2 separate regions of the Macaca mulatta genome follow, and region 1 is linked to region 2. A link is a contact called in public Hi-C data. All regions are on one chromosome and are shown on one strand. Each heading gives the region's core, a stretch centred on a gene start, on an enhancer-like site or on the middle of the called end of the contact. The rest is flanking DNA. Distances are from core to core; before and after follow the strand shown.

Region 1 (5,613 bases), core at 1,366-3,865, 40 kb before region 2:
TATGGACGCCCCCTACATTCTCTCTTCTGGGCTACTGGCTACACTAGGTTAGTGTGTGGCTGAGTTCTGTAGAGCACTGAGCAGACAGACGATGGATTCAGGTTGATCTGGGTTCCAGTCCCTGGGTGAGAGAATCATTTACCTTCTCTTGCCTCAGGTTGCTAATCTGTGAAATAGGGATAATTCATTTAGTCACCAAATATTTATTAACTTCCATTATGTGCCAGCCCTAGGGATACAAAGGTGGGCAAAGTAGACATTGTCTCTGATGTATAGTTGAGCATGGAAGGCAGACAAGTAATTACAACATGGTGTGGCAGAACTAAGATCCATGGGTTATAGAAGCATGCAGATGGCAGGAGAACTTAACCTGGCCAACACACAAGGAATGAGTTGGAGTTAGCCAGGCAGCAAATCAAAGGATGCAATGTTCTGGGCAGAGGGAACAGCATGTGCAATGACCTGGAGGTTAGAGAGTGAGCTCAGGCCTTTGGGGAACTGAAAGTATTTCAGTCCAGCTGGGGAGGAGAGTGTGGGGCTGAGGAGAGGAAGGATGGAGAGGTAGGCCAGATAACAAAAAGCTTTGACGCTATGACGCGAATTTTGAACTTCATCCTAAAGATAGTGGGGACTTCTAAAGGCTTTTAAACAGAAAAGTCATGATGAAGTTTGTGTTTCAGAATGATCATTCTGGCTATGGAGAGTAGATATAGAGAAACAGTCCTGGAAGGAAGAAAAGTAGGGAGGAGGCTTTTATAATAGTTTAGGTGGTAGGGGACAGTGGCTTGGACTAGAGTAGTGGCAGTAGAATTGGAGAGTCTAGAGATTTGGGAGGTAGAATTGGCAGGACTTGGGATTGACAGGCATGTGGGAGTTGAGGAAGAGGGAGCAGTCAAGGTTGACTCCCAGGTTCTGGCTTGGACAACGGCTGGATGGGAGTGCTATTCCCTGGTAAAGGGAACATCAAAGCTGTTAGCACTCAGTGCTAGGTACATAGTAAGTACTTGGTGAAGGGTAGCCATGATTACTATCTTGAGTTCAGTTTTAGATGTGTAGTGAGTGAAATATATGGGGCTAGGGTGAGATGGTCATGAGAAGATTCAATGTGATAATGTGCATCTGGCACAGAGCCATGAACACAACAGGCCTGGTAAACATGAAAGTCCCCTCCTCCCATTAAGTCTCATGAGCAGAAAACACTACTTAGAACCCATTTATTACTTACACCTTTCAGGGAAGAACTTCAACTAGGGTTAGTATCTGAAGGGAGGCAAGGCTATACTCAAAACAGCTTTCCCATGGTCTCTTTCAGTCAACCTGTTGTATGGCTTGTCTCCTAAGACTGGAAGTGAACTCCAAATACCTTCTTGGTTCATCAGCTCATCTGAACCCCATAACCATTCCCTGAGGTAGTCTGGGCAGGCATTATCATTCCCGTTTTACACATGGGTAATCTCAAAAGCAACACAATGACTTGCTCAAGATCATACAGTTGGTAATGGTCCATCTGTGCCTGGAACTGAGGTCTTTCTGGCTCCAAAGCCTACGATCCTTCCACTGCACCACCATGCAGACTACTTTATTGAACACTTCCTATGTGCTGGGCACAACACCAGGCCCTTCAGAAGCATTAATCTCTGATCCTCAGATTGGAATTATCATTGCCAATTTATAGAATAGAAATTGAGGATGGGTGCTCACTTCGCACCACATATACTAAACTTAGAACGATACAGAGAAGATTAGCATGGCACTATGCGAAAGGATGACACGCAAATACGTGAAGCGTTCTATAAAAAAGTAAACAACAATAACAAAAATTGAGGACGGGGTGGGAGTTAAATGACTGACAAAGATCAATCAGACAGGAAGCGCAGAGCTAGAATTAGCGTGTAGCTCTCCAGCTACTCAATAGCAGGGATTCTGCCAACCCCATTTCGAGACGCTGACTGGTGACAGAGCTGATTCATAAACCTCGATCGACCCAAGCAAACTCAGTTTTAGAAAAAGGCTGGGCTTGGCCAGGCGCGGTGACTCACGCCTGTAATCCCAGCACTCTGCGAAGCCGAGGCGGGAGGATCGCTTGAGCCCAGGAGGTGGAGATCAGCCTGGGCAACATAGCGAGACTTTGTCCCTACAAAAAAGTGAAAAAAAAATTAGCCGGGCGTAGTGGTGCGCGCTTGCGGTTCCAGCTATTCGGGAGACTGAGGCGGGAGGATCGCTTGAACCTTGGAGTTGGAGTTTGCAGTGAGCTATGATCGCGCCACCGCATTCCAGCCTGGGCGACAGAGTGAGACCCCCGTCTCGATTAGAAGGGGGGGAAAAAAAAAAAAAAAAAAAAAAAAAAAAAAAAAAGGCTGGGCCGCGCCTGCGCACTAGCCATAGGGCCGGGGAGGTCAACCCGAGGGCGAGAGTGCTGTGGTGCCAGAGAAGGCGTGTCTGTTTCCCAAACAACCACTGTCCCCACGGTGCTTGTCTGTCCCAAGGTTGGTCGGTATGACGCGAGTGACGGCGTCTTTTAGCCAATCACCGCAGAACTCAGGCTGTTGCCGGGGTGAAGCGGTGTCCGCCTCCCCCGGAAGGATATTTGTAGGTGGGTGGGACCGGAAGTGACGCTACAGGGGAATGCTATGCTCTGGGAGTGTTGATGTTTTCCAGTCATTCCGGCTGACAGCGTTCAAGTTGGAAGCCTGGAGGGGAGGTGTTTTTCCTGTCGTACGTGGGACAGGCCACGCTGTCCGTCCGCAGTACCGACGACTGCGAGTCAGAGCTTCGGGGAGAAAAGTGAAGAGCAAGACGGGACCGACGGGGAGAAAGGCTGGGAACCAGGGTGTCGACTTTGACTGAAATTTGAGACGGAGGGCACCGGAGGGCGAGCACTCGCCTGTGATTGGCCCGTGGGCGTCGTCGAGGACCCACGCAGCTGCTCAATTGGTTGGTGTTCGCAATTGTTGTGGCTGCGGCGGCGATTTTGCCCACGTACTTCCGAGCAAGGGGCGGGGCTGTGCCCTGGCGCGCGTGCGCAGCGCCCCGGGGCCCCACCCGGTAGTGCAAGAACCTGCGAGGGGGCGGAGCGAAGAGGTGCTTGTTTTGGTTCTGTTTCCTTTGAAGCAGAAGGCCGGAACAAGCGTAGCAATAAATTTGCTGGACTTGGAGAGAAGGTTCCGACAAACTCGCCGCACTGCCTTCATCTTGGACTTTACATCCGGGTTCTCCTCCCGGCGTGACCCGCGCGCCGCCGCCGCCGCCGCCGCCGAGGGTTCTCGAACCGGTGCCGCGATCCCTTTATCCGGGTTTCGCCGTTCCCGTCGTGCTTAGCGCACTACATTAGCCCCCCCTCATCCGGGTTCTCTCCCGGCGTGCCTCGCGCCGGGTTTGTTGGGGGGTACTCGGCGGTGCAGCCATGACTATACTCCCCAAAAAGAAGCCGCCGCCTCCCGACGCCGACCCCGCCAACGAGCCGCCGCCGCCCGGGCCGCTGCCCCCGGCGCCGCGGCGCGGCGGGGGTGTGGGCGTGGGCGGCGGCGGCACGGGCGTGGGCGGCGGCGATCGCGACCGTGACTCCGGCGTCGTGGGGGCCCGTCCGCGAGCTTCGCCACCGCCTCAAGGCCCGCTACCAGGACCGCCGGGCGCACTTCATCGCTGGGCGCTGGCCGTGCCGCCTGGTGCAGTGGCGGGTCCCCGGCCACAACAGGCTTCTCCACCTCCTTGCGGGGGCCCAGGTGGTCCCGGCGGCGGTCCCGGCGACGCGCTGGGCGCAGCGGCGGCGGGTGTGGGTGCCGCGGGCGTGGTGGTGGGTGTGGGTGGTGCCGTAGGCGTGGGCGGCTGCTGCTCCGGGCCTGGGCACAGCAAGCGGCGACGTCAAGCTCCCGGGGTTGGCGCGGTTGGCGGGGGCAGTCCCGAGCGTGAGGAGGTCGGCGCAGGCTACAACAGTGAGGACGAGTATGAGGCGGCTGCAGCACGCATCGAGGCTATGGACCCTGCCACTGTCGAGCAGGTAAGAGCTGCGGGATGAGGGGTGGGCGGCTACGGCAGATGGGACCCCCAGACTGTGAAGAGCCTCAAGGAAGGCTGTTTGAGATCGCCCCAAGGGATTTAGGCGTTTTCACTGGGCCTGATAGTCTTCTCTGGTGGTAGGGGTGTGAGATGCCTTCTTTCCTCCCCTCCAGGGATTTGGGGCTAGAGGTCTACGATAAGGTGGCAGACTTAAAGATGGGATCCGAGGCCTCTTTTAGGGTCTGTAATCGTCATTTCAGTCCTTGGGACCTCATCTTGTAGGGCCAATAGGTGGGAATTCTCCAAGAGACACAGGTAGGATCGCGCCCCTCTTGAGCAGGAGTCTCAGGTCTTCCAAAAGACCTAGGTCTGTGTTCAGTGGCTTAAGAGCTCTTTTCCTTTGGGATAGAAGTTTGAGATTCCTCCTCCAGGAAAGTCAAATAAGGTGGAGACCTCAGAGATCGGGTCTGAACATCCCCAAGGAGCCTAAGCCCTTTCAAGAGTCTAAGACACTCTGCATGTAGGACAGTCCTCTCCTGCTTCGCTAGGTAACACGGCACAGGACCACTGAATAGCCAGACCTGAGACCTCAAGGGTCCTAAGTCTGTCTTCAGGGGCCTGAGAGTCCTTATTGTAGAATCAAGGTCCTGACACACACAGACACACACACACACACACACACACCCTTTAAGGACAGGGATCTTCTAAGCTTTTTCCAGGGATGTAAGACTTTTCGCAGGGAGATATGATTCCCTTGCCCTTGGGGACAGGGACCGAAACCAACACCCAAGGACCAGCAGCTTTACTTGAGTACAAGAGACTCATCCGCTTTCTGAGTGACAAAGGTCTGCATTTCCTATCAGTGGCTGAGACCTACCTCTTCGGAGACAAGGCCCTGACTCTCTTCAGGATCTTAAGCTTCTTGTAAGAAGAGATGGGCCCTCAGCACCCCCACCAGGGGCCTGAACCTTTCTTCAGGAAAATGAAGACTCACAGCGTTGGATCCTAGGGCCTAAGATCTATCTGCTTATGGACTGAGGTTTTTAGAGACCGAGTCTGAGGCCTCTTTGGGGGCGTGGTGTTCTGCTGCAAAGGTCTCAGACAAGGTGAAGCCTTAGGAGATTCTTCTTCTTAAGACTAGTGTCTGAGTGGTTTTGGGGGTCCGAGACTCCCTACCCCACAAGCATATGTGACCTTTTTACCCCAATTATAAGGGACTGAAACATACCTTGGGGATACAGTATCTCATTTTCCCTTTTGTAACAGGGGTTTGAGGCCCTCCCCTCTTTGGGCCTAAGCTTCTTGTCAGGGACATATGACCCTTGCCTTGGGAACTTGAGCCTGAGACTACTCCTCAGGGGACATGGGCAACATGGGATCCCAGAGATCATGTCTGGGGCCTCCCTACAGATCTCTGCCTACATTTAAGGGCCTGAGACCCACTCTGCCAAGGACACTTGAGCTTTCCTTCAGGGATGGGAGACTCATACATACCCTGGTGACTTGTGTGTCTAGAGGTAAGGTCTGAGCTTCCTCCTCAAGGAACTTAAGGTGTACCCCTGAGAAACAGGAGGACTCCTCCCCCGACGCCTGAGCCCTGAGACCCTTCCCTTGGGG
Region 2 (5,519 bases), core at 1,694-4,193:
GATGGTAGCAGAGGACTGTGAGCTTGAACTTCCTGCCTGAATTCCAGCTTCTTTGCCTGCCTCTTACCATGAATGTTGCTCTTTCCTTATCATGATCTGATGAAGAAAAACCTTGGAAAAGTACAACTAATACTTTGTAGCGACATGGGTTTAGTGGAAGTAACCAGAGGGGCCTTCCCCACTAGGTTTTAGAAGGTGAAGGATGGCTAAACCCTTTTTCTTGTCCCCCAGTCTGACACCTCTTTCCCTGCCCTTCCTAGGGGTAAATCCAAGGTAAAGAAGGCTGGCTAGCCCCCAGGTTTTCTCAAGCATCTTTTTCACCATGCCATGATAATGGAGACCCTCTGGCTGGATGTGTGTCTGGCTCTGCAGTTGAGGGCATGGCTAGCTGAGTGGCTGGCTGTGGGGTGTCTCTGGAACCCAATGGCCAAGCATCTATTTGTTGTAGAGTTGCTTTGAAACCTTGCCTGGCATTTTCTAGCTGTGTGGCCCTGGTCAATTCATAGCTTCTCTGAGTTTCAAGTGTCTCATCTGTACAAGAGGTGATTAGGCTGGGTGCAGTGACTCACGCCTGTAATCCCAGCACTTTGAGAGGCTGAGGTGGGTGAATCACCTGAGATCAGGAGTTCGAGACCAGCCTGGTCAACATGGAGAAACCCCATCTCTACTAAAAATACAAAAATTAGCTGGGTGGGTTGTACGTGCCTGTAATCCCAGGTACTTGGGAGGCTGAGGCATGAGAATCACTTGAACCTGGGAGGTGGAGGTTGCGGTGAGCCGAGATTGCGCCACTGCACTCCAGTCTGGGCGACAGAGCGAGACTCCGTCTTAAAAAAAAAAAAAAAAAAATCCCTCATGCTGTCTGCTTGTGATCATCTAGAGGGAATATGTATGATCAAAGTAATGTACTACTGGGCACAGTGCCTGGCACATTGAGAGCACAAATGTTAGTAGTACTATCCTTTTTGTAGAAGTTCCTGCACCGTTTGGCCCCTGCCAATCTCTCACCGCTCTATCCAGTATTCTTGGCTTTTGCCTGCAATTTGCCCTCCCCTGTCCTGAGCCACCAACTTTGTCTTTCAAGACAAGTAGAGGGTCACCTGCTGAGAAGCCCATTCACATTCTCACTTCTATCTAAAAATCTCCCCAGTAACTGTACTACAGATAAACTTCATGGCACAGGTTTGATGCCTGACTTATCTGTACATCTCTAATAGCAACATCCCCATCAAGGCCTGGCAGGCTTATAGCAAACCAACCCCTAATAATGTTGGGTGAACAAAGGAGAATACATGTATGCTTTTTTGGTGGTGTCTGTGTGTGTGTGACTGTGGTGAGTCCAAGTCTTCATGTGCAGCTCACAGTGTCTCCAGTTGTGTGTGTGATGAGGGCTTGTTTCCAGGTGTGTCAGATGGTGACTGAGTGTGGGACTCTTATCTCTGACAGTTTGTGTCTAAAGCCAAGATCAGTGCATGCCTGCGTGGGTCTGTGACAGTGCATCTGTGGTTTCTGTCTGATGGGGTGGATGTCCGTTTGTGTTCCTGCAACAGATTCTGGGTAGCTATTTCTGGACAGTTTGTTCCATTGATAAGCTGCATGTGTCATGGTGTATGTGTGTCTGTGTCTGAACAGGTCTATCCATGTCTGCTTTTGTGACACTGCCACAAATGTGACTCTATCACATCAGTACATGTCTGCCTTCAGAGCAGTGCATGTGTGTTCCTGGAGCATCTGTGTATCTTCTGTGACAGACTCTGTGTCTCTCATTTCTGGGACAGTACAAGTCTTGCTGTGACAGTGCATGTCTGATGGTGACAGTGTGTTTGTGACAGGTTCTGCCAGTGTGTTTGACGGGACATTTCTGTGTTATCACATGGCAAATGTAGGTCTGCGTGAGTGCCTTTCTGTAACAGTGTATCTCTGGGTGTCATTCTAGGACATAACTATTTTTCTGACAGTGTGCCTGCCTGAAAGTGTATGTCAGTCTCTGGCTGCATGTGTATCTAGGTCGTTTCTGTGAATGTGTCTGACAGTATGTGTTTGTGTATATCCTGGCATTCATGTTGTCTTTGGAGTGCATTTTTCTTCCTGGGGTGTGGCGCCTTCTCTGGCTGTTTTTCACAAATTTGTGTCAGGGTTGCCACTTGTCTAGCAGCCTCTATCATGTTTCTCAGTCCTTGCCTCTCTCAACTCCAAGTGCAGCCCATGCCACCACCACTCTGGGCTCACCCCCATCCCCCAAGAACCACCCTCTGCTGTTCTAGATTCTAGACCTGCTGACTGGGCCCAGGGCTCAGGGTTAAAAGCTCCAATAAACACTCCCCAGGCAATGCTGCCTTTGACCAATGCGCACCCGTGGCGTTGATGGTGTGGGTTCCCCCTCCCTGGCTACCAGATATTTCCAGGGCTCTGGCCTCAGCTTTCCAGTGAAGGCCGCCTGGAAGACTCCGGTGAAGGAGTCCGACAAGCACCTTTCGAGACGGGGTCCTGGATAGATTCTTAGAAGCCCGGCCTGGCGCTATCTCTGTGCTAATATCCAGGCAGCGGCGGCAAACCAACTTCCCAGGAAAGGATACTGCGCAGTTATTTTTTAAGTGTAAATACACACACCGCCACCACTACCAACAACAACCCCGCGCAACAACCAAAACAAGCGCGGTGCTGCAAAGGGATTCCCAGAACCGGTTTCCTCTTGGTGTGAGCCCCACCTCAAGCCCCCTCATTTACATGCAGGCCCCGCCTCCTCGGAAGAACCGAGCGTGTATTTGCATAAGGGGGCACTTGAAACGATGAGGGTGGTATGCAAATAAGGAGTGGCTCCGATTGGCTGTGGTACAGCAGGTGCCGCGTCCGGATTGATCAAAGCCAGGTGGGCGGGGCTGTCGCCCAGGGTGACTCTCCCGGGAGGCGCGTGCCCAGGCTCAGTAGCATTGGGGCTGGCGCGCGCGGCGAATCTTAACGCTGCGCCGTCTGCGGGCGCTTCCGGACCACCAGTTTCTCTGCCTTCCACCCTGGCGCCCCCCAGCCCTGGCTCCCCAGCTGCGCTGCCCCGGGCGTCCACGCCCTGCGGGCTTAGCGGATTCAGTGGACTCAATCTGCGCAGCGCCACCTCCATGTTGACTAAGCCTCTGCAGGGGCCTCCTGCGCCCCCCGTGACCCCCACGCCGCCGCCAGGTGAGCACATCCTCCCCTGCTACAACCAGACGGGGTGGGCTGGAATGATGGGTTGCAGCGCGGGGGGAGGGAGTCGTGGCTGGGCTCAGCACGCTACCACCCTGACTTCCTCGCCTCCGCCTGCGTAGGAGGCAAGGATCGGGAAGCGTTCGAGGCCGAGTACCGACTCGGCCCCCTCCTGGGTAAGGGGGGCTTTGGCACCGTCTTCGCAGGACACCGCCTCACAGATCGACTCCAGGTATCCGTCACAAGGGTCTTGGGAGGGTCAGGTGCGTGTGGCGGGGGCGGGGATCCTGGGCCTGGAATGCTGGTTGACCGAGGAGTGAGCCTGCAGAGTGTGTAGAGGACCGGGGGTGTGTGTGTGTGTGTGTGTCCGAGGAGTGAGCCTGCAGTGTGTGTAGAGGGCCAGGTGTGTGTGTGCGTGTGCGCGCGTGTGTGTCGGTCTAGGGGGTTGTGTTGGGGGTGAGGGGACAGGGGGCTTCAGATTCCGGAGGTCCTCGACCCCAGGGTCCAGGCTGCGTATGTGTGGGAAAGCGGGGACCTAGATGTGAGATTTATGGGACTTTTGGAGGTAGGTGTCCAGTGTGAAGTCATACGGACCAGGACCCTGGTACAGAGTTGGGGTGTCGTAGAGCTAAATAGGAAGATTGTGGGCCTGGGGTATCAGGAAATCTAGAACTCAGGACTTGGAGTGATGAGTCCTGGTGCCTGAGAACGGAGAGCCCAGGGCTCAGGAAGGTGAGAGAGATGAACCTGGTTCCGAGGACTTGTAGGGCAGTGGAGACGCCCTGGTATGAGTTGTGTGGGGTGGTGTGGTTGGAGATCAGAAAGACTAGACTGCTGGTAGATGGAGGAATACTGGAGGTAGGCAGAAGGTCTAGACTGGGAGGGGTCTGGGGATCACTGGCTGGCCTCCTTACCATGCCCCTCTCTTCTCCAGGTGGCCATCAAAGTGATTCCCCGGAATCGTGTGCTGGGCTGGTCCCCCTTGGTGAGTACCTTCGGAGCCCTTCCTGACCTACCTATTCCATCACTGATGATGAATTCACCTCCTTGCTTTTCAGGGGATGTATGACTCCCTGGGCCCTGTAACAGTGAGAACACTCCTGCCAGCCCATGTATACTCCCTTGGGGTGACATACAGTTCTGATTTACCCCAATTCCCCTAGAGCCCTGGATTCTCCCCTCCAACAATCCTTTCCCATCCACCCTCCAAACACTGCTGGGGGACTGCCCGCAGGGCATGCTGGTGGGGAACGAGGGGCAGAGGTCACTGGTTACCATGGTGATGGTGGCTGCTTCTCTCCTGCCGTTATAGCGCTAACCGACATCAGGGCGGGTCTGGGCAAGTTGTAGAGTTGGGAGCGCCCCCTGGTGGGCTCTAGAGGAAATTGCGCCTGCGCAATATCGGAATTTTTGCGTCTCGGCGAGAAAACGTCTGCTGCTGTGCAAGTCAGCAGCCTGGCCAGGAGAGGGCTCTACCTCAGCCAAGAAGGTTGCTGGTCGAAGTGTTCCTGCGCAGGGCGTGGGGAGGCGGTTGGGGGGCGGATTTTGTGGCCAGTAGCGTTTATACTTTATTTTTCTTTATTTTTTTGGAGACACAGTCTCCCTCTGTTGCCCAGGCTGGAGTGAGGTGACGCAATCTCGGCTCACTGCAACCTCCGTCTCTTGGGTTCGAGCGATTCTCCTGCCTCAGCCTCCCGAGTAGCTGGGACTACAGGAGCGCACAACCATGCCCAGCTAATTTTCATATTTTTAGTAGAGACAGGGTTTCACCATGTTGGCCAGGCAGGTTTTGAACTGCCGACCTCAGGTGATCCACCTGCCTCGGCCTCCCACAGTGCTGAGCCACCGCGCCCGGCCTCTAATTTTGTATTTTTAGTAGAGACGGGGTTTCTCCATGTTGGTCAGGCTGGTCTCGAACTCCCGACCTCGGGTGATCTGCCTGCCCCAGCCTCCCAAAGTGTTGGGATTACAGGCGTGAGCCACTGTGCAGGGCCACGTTTATGCTTTTTATTGACTAGTTCTAGGTGCTTGGTGATGCTGACAAAATACATGATAACACTAAGTCCTTTTGTACTAGGTCCTTTGCAATAAATCAGTCAGCTGTTTAACAAATTAGGTATATTGAACACCTACTATATGACAGACACAACTCTAGACACTCAGCAAAGTATTACATAATTATTGAGAGCTCATTTTTTGCTAGGGCATTTTTTACTAATTGTTTTACCTGTTTGACAAATATTTATTCAGCCCTACTTTGTTAGCAGCCACTGTTCTAGTGCTTCATATAGGTCCGTGAACAAAACAAACCATTACACAATAACAGTGTTTATTGAGTG

What was found. Hi-C and Micro-C count contacts between places; a contact is called where the count stands out from the background.
Region 1: a Hi-C map of blood shows a contact between it and region 2, with 3 times the contacts expected there. The contact joins the promoter of OTUD5 here to the promoter of PIM2 in region 2. A contact is called at or near these places in 3 of 14 Hi-C or Micro-C datasets (CD4 T cells, blood and liver).

What each region holds. Positions count from the first base shown.
Region 1 is chrX:49,032,299-49,037,911 of T2T-MMU8v2.0, reverse strand. OTUD5 (OTU deubiquitinase 5) reads left to right here and starts at 2,615. Exons shown (of 10, transcript XM_077988722.1): 1 at 2,615-3,997. The coding sequence starts at 3,404. LOC114675170 (U6 spliceosomal RNA) reads left to right here and starts at 1,694; the gene lies at 1,694-1,800.
Region 2 is chrX:48,992,743-48,998,261 of T2T-MMU8v2.0, reverse strand. It overlaps PIM2 (Pim-2 proto-oncogene, serine/threonine kinase), which reads left to right and starts at 2,943. Exons shown (of 6, transcript NM_001265848.1): 1 at 2,943-3,174; 2 at 3,303-3,412; 3 at 4,115-4,165. The coding sequence starts at 3,114.